Regions from separate parts of the Mus musculus genome. Here region 1 is linked to region 2. Evidence: chromatin contacts called from public promoter capture Hi-C data. All regions are on one chromosome and are shown on one strand. Each heading gives the region's core, a stretch centred on a gene start, on an enhancer-like site or on the middle of the called end of the contact. The rest is flanking DNA. Distances are from core to core; before and after follow the strand shown.

Region 1 (7,583 bases), core at 3,487-5,986, 2.1 Mb before region 2:
CAATGTAATTTCAGGGTTACCACCACGAGGCCATTCTTGGGCCTGATTAATTAACAAATCAATCCATTCATTCATTCAGCATAGTTTTGCTACGGGAATTAATTAAATAAGACTGCAAAGTCATTATCAAATAATGAATAAATATTTTGGCTTTTCTTACCTGTCCGATGCAAACAAAGCAGCTAAAAATAACTGTGCCCCATCTGTGTGGGAGAGAAAAATGTCATTTTTCCACATTATTGCTGGTAATCACAGAGTCCTATACTAATAACCAGTTTGGTTTTCTTTCTTTTCTTTTTTCTGCATCCAAGGAAGGTGAACGCTCATCTGCAACCTTCCAGGGCCGAATGCTAACATACAGAAGGCCAGAGTTCTGGCAGGGTTCCAGAGGGTCAGCAATGACACAGGTTCGTTTACACGATTATCACCTCTTAAAGCTTAAATCATCTTCACCAAGTTCTCCTTTAGAAATGGAAATTCTTTATTAAATCTCTACGCAGCATTTAGAGCCGGAGACTAGTAAGAAGGCTCAGTAGCACAGACCACTCACTACTCTTGAGGAGGATCCTGGTTCAGGCAGCTCATAACTGCCTGTAACTCCAGCTCCTGGAGACCAGACTCCTGTACTGGCTCCACACATGGCATGTGTGCGTGTGCACAAAATAAATCTTTATCTTACTATCAATTTAGAATTGATTCCAGGAAATTCTACAGTAGATAATTCTAAGTTTATAATTCTTGGTAACTAAAAACTACTTTTAGAAGACATGGCTATGCCAAGTTAATGGAGTTACAGGTCCAACTACAGTCTATTAATATTTTACCAGAGTCACATAATAGCAGCCTTAGCAGACTCTTCAAAAGTCATCAGAGCCAACTGCATTTCTGAAGCTAAAATTCACTCAAAAACATTAAAATCATGGCCTGAATCTTCTCTAAAACTGGAAAACTCAACGTCCCACAAAGATTTATATCACCCCTATTAAAAGGAGTTCCTCCTCCATGTAAGTGGAAAGAGTTTCCCTAAAACTTAAGCTAATTCTATCATCCCTTGAGACCCAGTAAAATCTAAACACTTCCTTAACGCTCAACTATTTAAGATTCTTAGAAGCAACCCCAGCAAATCTAAGCACACAAGGCTGTCTCAACCCTTATCCCTCAGAAAGAGTTAGAACCACTCCGCAGCTCCATTTCTGCCTTCTGAAGAGAGCCCCAGCTGATGGTCCCTAAGTCCCACTTGAAACACAGCCAATGAGAAAGATGAAAAGTGACAAAGCTAATAGCAAAGGGACTATTCCTCTTCAGCATCAAATGACCATAGCCACAAAAAGTTCAATGGCCAAAGACAGGCAGAAATGGTGGGGGAGGGGGGATCCTTAAATCTTACCAGAGCTGAGGGATGTATCTCCACCTATGTGCAAAGACTTTACAACTCCATATCTCACTTAATCCCTGTAGAAGCCTGTAAGGTAGGAATTATTGCCCCTACTGAGGGGAGGGGGGGGAGCTGAAGCTTAGGAAGTTCGTCTAACCCAATTTAAGAGCATAACTTATGACCTCGACCCATCAGCAGCATCTACTAGGCCTGATCCTAATTAATAAACCAACCAGGCTTCAAGGATCGAGTCTAGAGCCAAAATCAATCTTTAAAAACAAAAATCAACTCTTCGTGTCCACCATATGTCAATTCACACAAGTCTATTCAGTTCTTTGAAGAAAAACTTTGGCCCATTCCTACATTCTAATAACCAGGTTAAATTTACCCACAATTTGACTTTTTTTTGCAAGCTTACCGTATTCCAAATATGCGGTCTATCAAAAAGCCACCCAAGAAACACAAAACTACATTGGGCCAAGAATACCAGGCATACAGCAGCATGAATTTCGTGGTGTTCACTTGCATGTCCTGGATAGAGAGAAAAGAAAACTTTTTTTCCACACAGATTCTGCAATTAACGAATCAAAACAAAACGTAGTGACAGCTGTGTATCTATACAGGGTATGTTTCCTAACCATGTGTGAACTGTTACTTCCTTGTGACTCTGGAAGCTACGACCCTTGCCCTTAGAATAACAGCCATACCTGGGAACATCTTAAGTCCACATACTATGTCTCAGGCCTCATGGATTCTAGGACCTGTCACTGGCATGGGGGCCAACTCAGCCCTTTTCTGTCTCCTACGTTCCTCCTTCTTCATTTCCACCTCCATTATGGACTCCTCCCAAACAGAAAAGAATCGTCCTTGCCTAGTCTTACAGATGTTATCCTCTTTAACCCCTCCTAGAATGCAAAGGACAGCCCATGCATTTTTCCTCTGCCTAATGGCTTTTTAAAATGCACATAATGATGGTCTAAATGCCCAAAAAACAACAAATATCAAATACAGTTTTACAACTCAAAACCAGACTAAGAATGCAGATAGGGCCAATACTCAGCAACCAGTATGCACATTTATAAAAGTAAATAACAGCAAAGTTTATCTAAGAAGGCCAAAGCTGTCCCACCACTCACTCAATGGTTCAGAGGAGTGCAAAGCTCCAACCAACACTAGCATTTCCCGTAACACTGTGGGCAGAGTCCATAATTATCTACCTAAAGAAGAAAACCATCTCGAGGCATGTATATGTTATTCAGGAGTTCTTTAGAGAAACAAATTTGATCTCTGCAGCCTGTGGGTGTGGTGATAACAGACACTAGAAGAGAAAGTGGACATCTCAGATGGGGCACCTGAGAGCTCATTCTATCTGAGCATCTGTAAGTGAGTGCTCCAAAGCAAAGCAGTACAAGAACGGAGAAAATCAACTCACCCGTTTCACCTGAGTCTGAAGGGCAGCGGGGTTGTCATAGCAGAAATAGCTGCCTAGAAAAAGGAAGAACACATATTTCACTCGGAATGATAATATCTATATAAGAGTTTCAAGTTACAACTCCTAACTAGTAACTCCCCGGAGGTGTTTAAGGTTTACTATGGCTGACACTATGACAACAGATTTTTTTTTCTTGCTTGTGTGTTTGTTTTACACCACTTCCTGATCTACCATTCCAAAGAACTTCCACAAGGTAGTGGTGTGCATACACAGCATATACCAGAAACCTGATAAAGAGGTCAACATCAACTGCTTTTAATCATTTCGTTTCCGTCTTTCTTCCCATGCTTATCACTGTATTAACATCTTCATGAAATCGCTGCATTTCCCTTACTTAAAAAAAGTCTACAAGCATCCTCTACAGGTGCACGTTAGCTGGGTCCTCACTTTTCTTGAAAGCAGAGGTAACTCAGAGATTCAAACCAAACCAGTATTTGATATAGATCCTGATCCTGCAAACAAACAAACAAAAACAAACAAAAATACCCAGGAGCAAATAACTGAGTGAAAACTGGGCTAGAAACAAGAACAACACAAGCGCCAGTCTAAGGGATCAAATGAAAACTGGCAATGTCTCCTGGGAGCGGGGAAAGCTGACAGGCTTGAAGAAGCCCCAAGGTAACACTGCCTGTTTCCCCGCTGACTCTGTAAATACACAAAGCTAGCGGTCCAAAGGTGGAGAAGGCAGCTAGCGACAGGGCGGCTCTAGTTTCTCAAACCCAAACTTTCAGCCCAATCTACCTACCAAAAATAAACTGTCAACTTGAGTAGGGACAATTTCTTCAAGTGTTTTGTCTATGCTTACTGGTTATTGATTCTAAACCTAGAAACTTCTCCTTCAGGATTTAACTGCTTATAAGAAATTCAATACCATGGTTGGTTGGTTGGTTGGTTGAGACAAGATCTCACTTTGTAGCCCTGGCTGGCCTCTCTAGCGCACAGACATGTCCCTGTCTTCCAGTACTGAGATTAAAGGGCGCCACCACTATCAGCTCAATACGTTTTAAAGCAAATGAGTACCATCTTCTCAAAAATAAAGAAACCGAAGCCCAAAGTATCTTTTATAAACCAGGTGCATGTATTTCTGAATCTGATCCCCCTGAAACACTCTTTCAAGCCAAGCCAGTTGTTACGAATCCGAACAGTTTCAATGTAAACTAAAAACTGTAACACGGGAGGGAAGGGTGTCTTTAAAAGTAGCTAATGAAAGTGTTTTGCGCCAGATCAGATTTCATAAGTGAAACCAACTTAACAAGTGTGGTCCTGCAAGGCTGTCTCACAGAGGAAAGGTAAGAAAAGACTCCTACTAAGGTGTACTTAGCAGTGAACACTATCCAAAGCGGATCCGAGCTCTAAAAGAATACAAAGGAAAGCACTGGGGAATGGGAGGGGTCGCCTGGGGAGGGAGGAAGAGGGACTTAGTCACGCTCTGAAATTCCCCCAGCAACGTTCTGAAACTCTCGGGAGCACAGCTCTCCGGGAGAAAGATCTGAGTTTCCTTCTCATCTGCGTCCCCAGGGAGGAGCTGCTGAACACCGGGGCTTGGAGGAACAAACGTCACCTCGCTCCAGACACTTGGAAAAAGCGGGCTCCCGAGCCCAGGCAGCAGCGCGAACCCTGGAATCCCTCTATCATCTGCCCCAGCCGAGCCCCGCTCACCGAAGCCAAGGAAGCACATGAGCGACAGCACCACGAGCCGGTGCGCCAGGCGGCTGGGGTCGCAGAGCGCGGACAGAGCGCGAGGGGCGCCATGGACTGCGCTGTCCGCCTCGCGGCGGCCCCCAAGCAGCGCCCGATCTTCCCCATCCTCGTCCTCCATCAGCTTGCAGCCTGGAACGGAGCAGGAAGCAAAGGCAGGGCGGCAGCGGCAGCGGCAGCACTCACGTGATCACGTGTGTTCACGTGACTTGCTCGGGCCACGCCTCTCCGTGCTCACGTGAACGGTTGCTCACGTGGTGGCCGGGCTCCCGTGCTGCCTTTCTGTTCTGCCGATGGGGTATAGATCCGGTCGGGAGTGGGAGTGAGCGACCGGGTTCTCATTAACATCTGATTTAAAACCAGTAGGAAGTGGTGGTGCAGAAGTCGTGGTGGAAGGCTTGACCTGAACCCAGCTCAGTCCTCCCTCCCTCACTTCGCCAACTCTTCATGAAGAGTTGTTAAGTTGACCTGACGGAACAGCATATGATGTACCTGACACTTATGTACTAGAAAAGAGGACAAATTCTCTCACCTCTGAATATGGGTGAGAGAATTTCCTTAGGTGGACAGAAACTAATCATGTGGGTGGATGGATGGTGACTGCAGCTGAAAGAGTTATTGAATTCCTCTGGGTTTTATACGTTTATAATTACACGTTTATACTGATCTTGGAGTAAGAGGAAAGTCGAGTAAAGTAGAAACACGAACATCCTAAATGAGGAGCCATTCAGAGATGTCCAGCAGAGTATAGAGACCACTAGGTTTGTTTTGAGAAGTTTGATTTGGCAGCGCAGCCTTCTACCCCACATTTCTAGGTTTGCCGAGTCTTTGCAGTAGAATTTTGAGTGTAGCAAGGCTAGGTGCTAAATAGCTGTAAAGCGTGCCGCAGAAGTGAAAGTGAGAGGCTCAAAGCTGGAGCTATCGCACCAAGGAGAGATCCAGTGACTAAATGAGGACTTGCTTAAACAATAGCACCTGGGATTTGAAAAAGGAGGAGGACTTTTGAGTGTTTTCTAGACTCCTAGCTTGGGCCCTCCAAAGAGATCCAAATATGGGGGATGGGGAAGCAGAGGGACTGTGTCAGAGAGATACCGTTTGGAATGTTTATGCATAGCCTGCTGTCTACCTTGCATTCCCCTGACTAACACTGTGCAGTTGCCAGCACAGTGGTCATACCCCACCTTGGGCTTAATCTTTCACTCAGCATCAGCTGTACTACAATGAAGGGCCTAGACCATCAGTTTACATTCCTTGGCTTTGTCCACAGTATAGATTACTGTCTTGTGCTGGCTAGTTTTATGTCAACTTGACACAAGCTGAAGTCATCTGAGAGGAGGGAGCCTCAGTTGAGAAAATGCCTCCATGGAATGAACCTGTAGGCAAGGCTGTAGGACATTTTCTTAATTAATGACTGTTGGGGAGGGCCCAGCTACCCTTGGGTTGATAGTCTGAGGTTCTATGAGAAAGCAGGCTGAACAAGTCATGAGGAGCAAGCCAGTAAGCAGCACTGTTCCATGGCCTCTACATCAGCTCCTGCCTCCAGCAGAAGGTTCTGTTTGAGTTCCTGTCCTGACTTCCTTCAGGGAGAGACTATGATGTGGAAGTATAAGCCAAATTAATCCTTTCCTCCTTAACTTGCTTTGGTCATAGTGTTTCATTAAAGCAATAGAAACCCTAACTAAGACAAGTCTAATGGCTAAGTCAAAAATACAGGTAAGAGGCTGGCTGCCAGTATCTCTAATCCACTTTTTGGCTTTTTGGGTTTTGTTTGTTTGTTTGTTTCGTTTGTTTGTTTATTTTGTTTTGTTTTTGCCTTTAGAAATCTAAGTAAAAATGGCTATGATAGTATAGACAGTTTGTACTTCTTGTTGAAGGAGGTTGGACTTCTTTTGAATGATAGTCACTTGTGTCTTAATGAAATGCCCAGGGTAATGCCCTCTGGACCTGACCTCATTCTGTGTTTGCTTAGACAGTTCTCAGCTATCTATCCTCCCAGTGGGTCATGTCTACCCTGGCTACATATTTGAGATTTCCACAACCATGACTGTGGTCTGCATATTCACCAAACTAATTAATGTATATACAAATTTAAACTCAAATAACTGAAGATGTAAGTCAAAAAATAATTGGCATGTTATGTCTGAGATGATAATGATAAGTATTAATATATAATATAATAAAATTTTGAGGTTATGCTGACCCTTATCTAACTTTGATGTAAATTTTTATCTTTGTGGGTTTTGCCTTTTAAAATGACACCTGAGCTTTGGCACCTAGAGACTGAAGCATGAGCCCATGCTTGGTAGCCCATCAGTTAAAGGAATCGGCCTTAATTGTTGCCATTAGTGTGTGGTCTGTGTTTTCTCCCATGGATGTGTTTCAGTTTTCTACAAATTCTCTTTCTCTTTTTGACTCCATGTCTTCAGCAGGGCTCCCAGGGTTTATTCCTTTACGTGTTGCTTACGTAGAATCACCAGTGTGTGTAGGACTTGACATTTCCTCCGACTGTGCTTTATTTCCATATAGTTTTTCATCCCAAATCATTTTTTTCATAATGTGAAGGCCTTTACTCTCAAATAAGATTTCAACACCCTTAAATTGAGTATGGAATCACATGTCTGTCATCCCAACTATTTAGCTTTTAATGTGATTAAGACTTAGGCAGGAGACGTGTGGAGCCGACGAAGCCCTGAGTGAGGGACACCATGAGTGTGTGTTGTTGACAAGTGCACATCCATGACAAGGCCCAAGGCCGCAGGCCCATAGTAAATTGCAAAGCCTTCCCTTGTGGGTCAGGCTCAGAACTGGCAAAGCCTTCTTCCTCTGGTCCAAGTATAAATGTCTAGAAGCGATTAGTGGATTCCTGTGTGCAAAAACCAGCAAGTTCAGCTTTCTCCTCCCAGATGCGTACAGCCTGAGAATGCTCATCTACATATACCTCCAGTGTTGTGCTTAATAAACTCTGAGACTCCGACTACCTGACCCCAACTTTTCTACATGTGATGTGTGCTCTCTAGG
Region 2 (6,657 bases), core at 328-2,827:
TGTATTGACTTAATAATTGATAAACACACACACAGAGGAGGGGGAGACAGAGCAAGTGCTGTGTGATTCTACTGGGGTATGACTTTATTTTGTAAGATAGAAATAACTGTCTTTTTCTAGAAGATGAAGCAGGGAAACCACATCTCTTGCTTAGCTTTGTGGTTCCCTTTACAGTTGTTTATGATCTGTCCCATGAGTTTGCAAAAAACAAAATTCACTGGGAGGAAAGTTCATCAAAAGGATAAACTTAAAAGGTTAAAAAGTGAAAGAACTAGTGTGTGTGTGTATGTGTGTAAGGATAGACACAGAAGCTTTCAAGTGAATTGTGATACAAGAGAAAGCCAGAAGCCTGCTAATGTTTTTACATTCTGAAAGTTCTAGTATTTAATTATTGAATGTTAAAGATTTCTAAATTTTTAAAAAATTCCTGAAGGAATATCAGGATATGCCTAACTTCAACAACCACTGTACCGTGCCTTAGAAACTTAATACAGCACGATTATACAAAGGGTCCTTGTCTTTAGAAAAGTTACACTTATCCACTTTAAAAAAAAAAAACAAATGAAAGTATATTATAACCAAAAAAATACAAATATTAAAAAACACCAAATTTCAGAATCTGAATTTTTTTTCCTTTCAAGAACCAGATCCTTTAAAATGACTGAGATTTCCAGGTATTTACTGAGATTGTTCCAGATGAGAAGGGACAGTGATGAGCAATTAATGGTCTTTTTTCTTGTCCAATAGACTGAAAGAACTCCTTGATGTAAGAACCTATGATTTAATCAAGCATGCATTAGGAGTCCAGTATAGTACCTAGCACTGTTCACCACTGAGGATGTCTGTATTTTGTGGCTGAATTACTTTAGAAAAGGCACACATTAGATGCTTTGTTCTTGGTTGAAGGTCAAAACCCAAAATGGTAAGACTTCGTGCTTTAAAAAACGAATATAAAGATCTAGGAGGGATTTATAAGTCTATGTATACAAAAGTGCTGAATAATCAAAACTCAGAAAAACACAAGGCATGGAACAAAGTGCTAGTCTAAGTACAAAAGAGATTTATTTATTTTAAATAAATAAATATTTGAGTTCAGTATGAGCTGGCATTGTTAGAGAAAGCCTCACGAAGGAGGGATCTGACATGAGACATAAATAACTGGAAAGCAGCCAAGCCAGGCGTTATTATTCATCATTCGGTGCTCTTGCCTCAAGGCTCAGTTGGCACAGATTGTGGTATTCCCTCTCCGTATCTAACCCGCCTGTGCCTTCCCCTACGCACGCACACTATCCCCTCCTATCACACCAATCCAGGCAAAATACTAAAGCGATTTTATTTATACTTCTGCACACGCACATGCACGCACGCACGCACGCACACACACACTCGCACGCACACAACTTTTCCTCTTACTGCCCCTCCACCAAACTCGGAAACTCAACTAGGAAGCAGAGGAGTGGAGTGCGGAAGCCACCAGTTCCTCAATTAGTTTGCATAACAGAAAAATAAAAAGATTGGAAGGTCGTTTCCTCCGGTCGCCCGCAGCGGGCAACCCAATCGCGCCACCCTTCACCTCGTGACGCCCCGGTCGTCTGGCACCACGAGCTGGTCACACCTTCCATGGAAACCGCCGGCTCCAAACAGCCAAGGAGTGAGACGCCCGGGTCCGAGCGACGCCTCCTGCCGGCCGCGCTCCGCGCAGCCACGACCTCCCGCCGCGCCCGTTCCACCGGGCTCCGCACTTCGCCGAGAGGGTGAGCATCCCCGCCCTCACCTTGTCCTCAGGGACCCGGGCGCCCCCTCACTCCCGGCCCACCTTCCTCAGGACCCGACCTCCCCGCCTCCCCGAAGCCACTCAAGGCGAGTCCACAATGAATTCCCCCCCACCCCGGCCCTGCCTCCTTCCCGAGGACCGGCTGGCGAGTCCCGGAGCTTGCAGGGCCGAGCCGCAGCGGACACTCCGGGTGGCGGGGAAAAGGAAGGGGAACCGGTGCGGCACTCAAAGTTAACTCGAACACAGCCTGCAAACTTCTGGGCTGCAGCCCGGAACGCGCGCCGGCCGGAACGCTCCCGCAGCGCCGAGCCCTCCCGCAGGGGCTGCCCCGGCTGCAACCCCCCGAGAGGAGTCGCGGGCGGCCCCGCAAGCCCTGCGGCGCCAGTCCATCTATCCACCTGCCCAGCTCCCGGCGCTGAACCCGATCCCACCCCGCCACCGACGGACGCGAGCGCATTCAGCTCTCCCGGGCAGTCTAGGGATCCGCCGCTGTCCCGACGGGGACTCGGGGCGGCGAGGCTGGCGCCCGCCATCCCGCTGGGGGTCCCTCCGCCGCTCGCTGCCCACCCCCCAGCCCCTTTTACCTCAGGCAAGCCGCCCTTCGAACGCAGCCCAGGCGCGGCGTGGAGGGCCGCCTCTGCGCCAGCGGTCCGAGCCGAGGACGAGGGCCGGTGTCTAGGGGTCGTGGGCGGCCGACGCGGCGAGCGGCGCGCGGGCCATTCCGCGGACCTGAGCGCTGAAAGCCGCAACTGCTCTCGAGGCTCCAGCTCGCTCGCCTGTCAGCTCCAGCTCTGCTTTAAGTGGCTTCCGGTCTCCTCCCCCGGGCCGGCTCGTCTTCGGGGAGGGAGGAGCTTCGGGGCCGAGAGGGGGTGGGGTGGGGTGAGGGGGCCGGGCGATCAGTGAGTGCCGGGAAGCTGGGGCCCCGCCTCCCGTGCGCGTGCTCCGGACGGAGGGGCGCGCGGCGGCTCGGCGCTCCGGGGAGGAGGAGGAGGAGGGAGGGGAGTGTCCGCTCGCGAGCGGCCGAGGGTCCCCGAGGCTCTGACGGTTCGCGAGGCCGGGGAGGCTACCTCCCACCCCCCGTGAGCCTGCGAGGAGAGGAGGCGCGCGCCGCGTGGGGCGGACTCCACCTGCCTGCGGACAGATGCAGGGTCACCGTGTTCCGCGGACACCCGGGCACGCGATGTGAGAGAGGCTGTGAGACGGAACGGCCGGTTTCGGTGCGGTTGCCTTTGTTTATCTGCCTCCTTTCAAGACGCCTCCAGATCCCGAGGGGGAAGCGAGTGGCCGCCTCCGCCGCTGCCTCCAGACGGGGTCGCCGGCCCCGCGCCGTACGGGCGGGAAGGCTGAGCCCGCCCCGCCGCCTGTTCCCGGACAGCCTCCGCTAGGGGAAGCCAATGTTAGGGTTTTGACAATAGAGATGCCTATGCGCGTGTTTTGCAGCCCACGGATCACGTAGTGACTAATTCATTTAACAAGTCAGAGCGCCTCTTCCGCGCCGAGCGTGTACTAGGTTTAGAACTACGACCTTCATCACCCAGACCCCACGCCCTGCACTCATAGAGACTTAGGGAACCGAGAGTTAACCTCAAAAATATACATGAAACTGGCATCTGGATTGTAACTTCATGTATTCAATAGCTTTTTGTTGTTGTTGTTTTTTTAGTTGGAAATAAACATTAAATTTGTATAATCCGAATTTAAGAAAAAAAATTAAAAGATCGTACTTATTCAAAAAAAAAAAAAAGGGGATCCTGGAAAAACAGGCTAAGCAGAGGCTGTGGTTCCCAAGTTTTATGGCACTGCTAACCCAGATTAATGATCACCCAGCAGTGTTGTTTCAAATTGCATCAAGTAAAGGCCCTCAGACTAAAGTGGAAAGGTTGGGACAGAATTCAAAGACTAGTATATAAGCAAAATTAAACTATTTTTAAAAAACTATAATAAGATTGCAGTATTTCCAACGTTTTAAAACTGTCCCAACTTTACCTACTAACTTAATGATTACCAAAAATATTTGCAAAAACAATGTTTTAAGTAAATTTATGGTTTTATGTTGGGTTGCATCCAAACTTAATCCTGGGACACACACATGCAGCCCTCATGTCTCCGGTTGAACATACTATATTTGGGGTTAAATCTATCATTTTACTACGTATTTTTTTCTCTCATCTATTTTGTTTGTTCAATTTGCTTTCGTGCTACTTTTAAAATTCCATTCTCTTCCAACAATTTTTTTATACATTCTTTATACTTTCAGTACTGTTTCAGTTACTGCTATGTACAAATCACCCCCAAATATAGCTATTTAAAACCATAACTGATTTGTTCATGATCCCGGGCTCTTTGCTCAGGAATTCCACCAGGACAGAGTGCCAGTAGCTCATCTGTACAGCTTGAAGGCTGGGCCTGCCTAGTCTAACTGAAATCTCTTAGGACACAAGGTCGAAGCTAGTGTCTCAGCACAAATGAGCTGACAATGATGTAGAAAATGCAAAGATGGAATCTAAGAATGCTGGAGAAGCCAGGTGGTGGTGGTGCACGCCTTTAATCCCAGCCCTTGGGAGGCAGAGGCAGGAGGATTTCTGAGTTCCAGGCCAGCCTGGTCTACAGAGTGAGTCCCAGGACAGCCAGGGCTACACAGAGAAACCCTGTCTTGGAAAAAAAAGAAGGCTTGTTGGTCTGTTTTCTTGTGTGTGGCTTCTCTACCTGGCTGATATGGGCTTCCTCATAAAATGATAATCTGGATTACAAAATGGGGGCATTCCAAAAAAACAAGGCTCAATAAGCAAGCAGTATAATTGATTACTAATATGTCACTGACCCAAGCAAGTCACATGACCAAGTTGAGCATCTAAGTGAGAAGGGTTTTTTGTTTTTTTTTTTTTTTTTTTTTTTTAGTTTTTCGAGACAGGGTTTCTCTTTATAGCCCTGGCTGTCCTGGAACTCACTCTGTAGACAAGGCTGGCCTCGAACTCAGAAATCCACCTGCCTCTGCCTCCCGAGTGCTGAGATTAAAGGCGTGTGCCACCACGCCCAGCTGGGGGAAGGTATTTTATATAAAAGGCTATAGATCACTTAAGGGTAACTTATCCTAATTCAATTAAGAGCTGATAATTAAATGTAATTCCAGAGCTAGTTTAAATATTGGTTTCTAGAACCCTGAAACTCATACTCTTAAAAAAAAAAAGTTGGAGGTGGGAGGGTTGGAGAGATGGCTCAGTCAGTACTTAAGAGCACTGGATGCTGTGTCCGAGAGGACCTATGTGCAGTTCTCAACAGCCACATGGCAGCTAACAACGATTTCCAGGGAATCTGATGCCCTCTTCTGACCTCCATGGGTATTAGGCACAAACATAAGTACCGACATGTAGGAAATACCATACATATAAAATTAAGGACTTTTAAATTTGGAATATGAAAGTTTAAAATTATAGAATGCTCTGTGAATTGTTATGTCATTCTTGCACAGGGTCCATGCTAATCTTTTCTTAGTATACATGCTGCTGATGTGAGCACAGACTCACACACTTGATCAGAAGGACCAGTAACATCATGAGGGCCCTTAGAGCCTGCAGGCTGAGCCCCTATCATAACTGACAGGCATTCTGGGCTATCCTAGAAAGGGTAAGATTGTATTCCTTGAATGAGAAGAAGGGTGAATTGGGCTGTAAAGTTCCTATTGTACTTTTCTCCTTTATTAGAAATATTTGGATGATCCGTCTCCTCTTTCTCCTCCTTTTTCTTCTTCTTCCTCCTCCTCTTCTTCTTTCTCCTCTTCCTCTTCTCCTCGTCCTCTTCCTCCTCCTCTTCTTCTTTCTCCTCTTTCTCTTCCCCTCTTCCTCTTCCTCCTCCTTCTTTCTCCTCTTCCCCTCTTCCTCTTCCTTCTTTCTCCTCTTTCTCTTCCCCTCTTCCTCTTCCTCCTCCTTCTTTCTCCTCTTCCCCTCTTCCTCTTCCTTCTCCTCCTCTTCCTCCTCTTCTTCTTTGTCTTGAGGAAGAAGGGAGAAGGTTGCCTGGCTGTAAAGTTTATCTCCCTAGATCTCATGTAATTATGGTTCCCATAAGGAGACAGTCCTGGAAACTGCTCAATTGCTAGAAAAGGATTTCATTTTCTAATATGGAGCCTCTCCTTCCCTCCTGTCCCCTCCCTCACTTCCCTTCTCTGACACACAGATGGAACTAGTGTCTCATGACAAAAGCAAGGGCATAATGTGGAAAACATGAAGCTGGAAGCCATAGGCTGAGGATGCTTGGAAAGAAAGAAGGCGCCTGGGTTGTTCACGATATTCTGAAGCTGCTCCAGCAGTCCTAAAATGGCTTCTGTCCCCCAGATAAATCACAATTTGTCTCCACTTCTACTTGGAGTGTGTAGCTGAACATAGTTTTGGCTAGTACATAAACTATCATGAGTTACCTTCTACTGAGTGTTCTTGCTCACCTGATGTACAAGTTAGATACTAACTTGACTTAGTGTGTTAGAAATACCCAAAGAGCTATCACAAAATAATGTATCAACTCCCATACCATTTTCTGCTAAATCCTGATATCTCAAATTGTTATCAGTGTAAGAAACATTTATTAAAGGAAATAGGAAGTAGAAGGGAGGAACAGTATCCAAACTTGAACCTCCCAAAGTCTCATTTTAACATTTTGATGGTCTCTGCCTTTTTTTCCAAGTACTTTTTTACCATTATGACACTAGTGCATATTTATATTATTTTACCTAATGTTCTACTATAAATAGCTTTCCAAGTTAGCACAAGTTAGCAAGGGTGTGGCTAAGTGAGAAAACAAATACATATACTGTGGTGAATAACAAAATATATACACAGGAATGGTCCTAAAAATACACAGAGGGGAAATTAGTGTTAAATAAGTAGCTGACT

The links. Promoter capture Hi-C pulls out the DNA fragments that hold promoters and counts their contacts.
Region 1: a promoter capture Hi-C map of liver shows a contact between it and region 2, with 4 times the contacts expected there. The contact joins the promoter of Mfsd1 here to the promoter of 4931440P22Rik in region 2. A contact is called at or near these places in 4 of 39 promoter capture datasets (liver, neutrophils and pre-B cells), 2 of 484 Hi-C or Micro-C datasets (B cells and CD4 T cells), 1 of 115 datasets of contacts at active chromatin or transcription factors (astrocytes) and 1 of 9 other capture datasets (liver).

Annotation. Positions count from the first base shown.
Region 1 is chr3:67,579,921-67,587,503 of GRCm38.p6, reverse strand. Mfsd1 (major facilitator superfamily domain containing 1) reads right to left here and starts at 4,736. Exons shown (of 16, transcript NM_025813.3): 1 at 4,527-4,736; 2 at 2,808-2,860; 3 at 1,794-1,906; 4 at 161-203. The coding sequence starts at 4,686.
Region 2 is chr3:65,524,334-65,530,990 of GRCm38.p6, reverse strand. 4931440P22Rik (RIKEN cDNA 4931440P22 gene) reads left to right here and starts at 1,577. Exons shown (of 2, transcript NR_027955.1): 1 at 1,577-1,754; 2 at 1,826-3,508. It overlaps Tiparp (TCDD-inducible poly(ADP-ribose) polymerase), which reads right to left and starts at 2,544. Exons shown (of 6, transcript NM_178892.5): 1 at 2,359-2,544. It also overlaps the pseudogene Gm22279.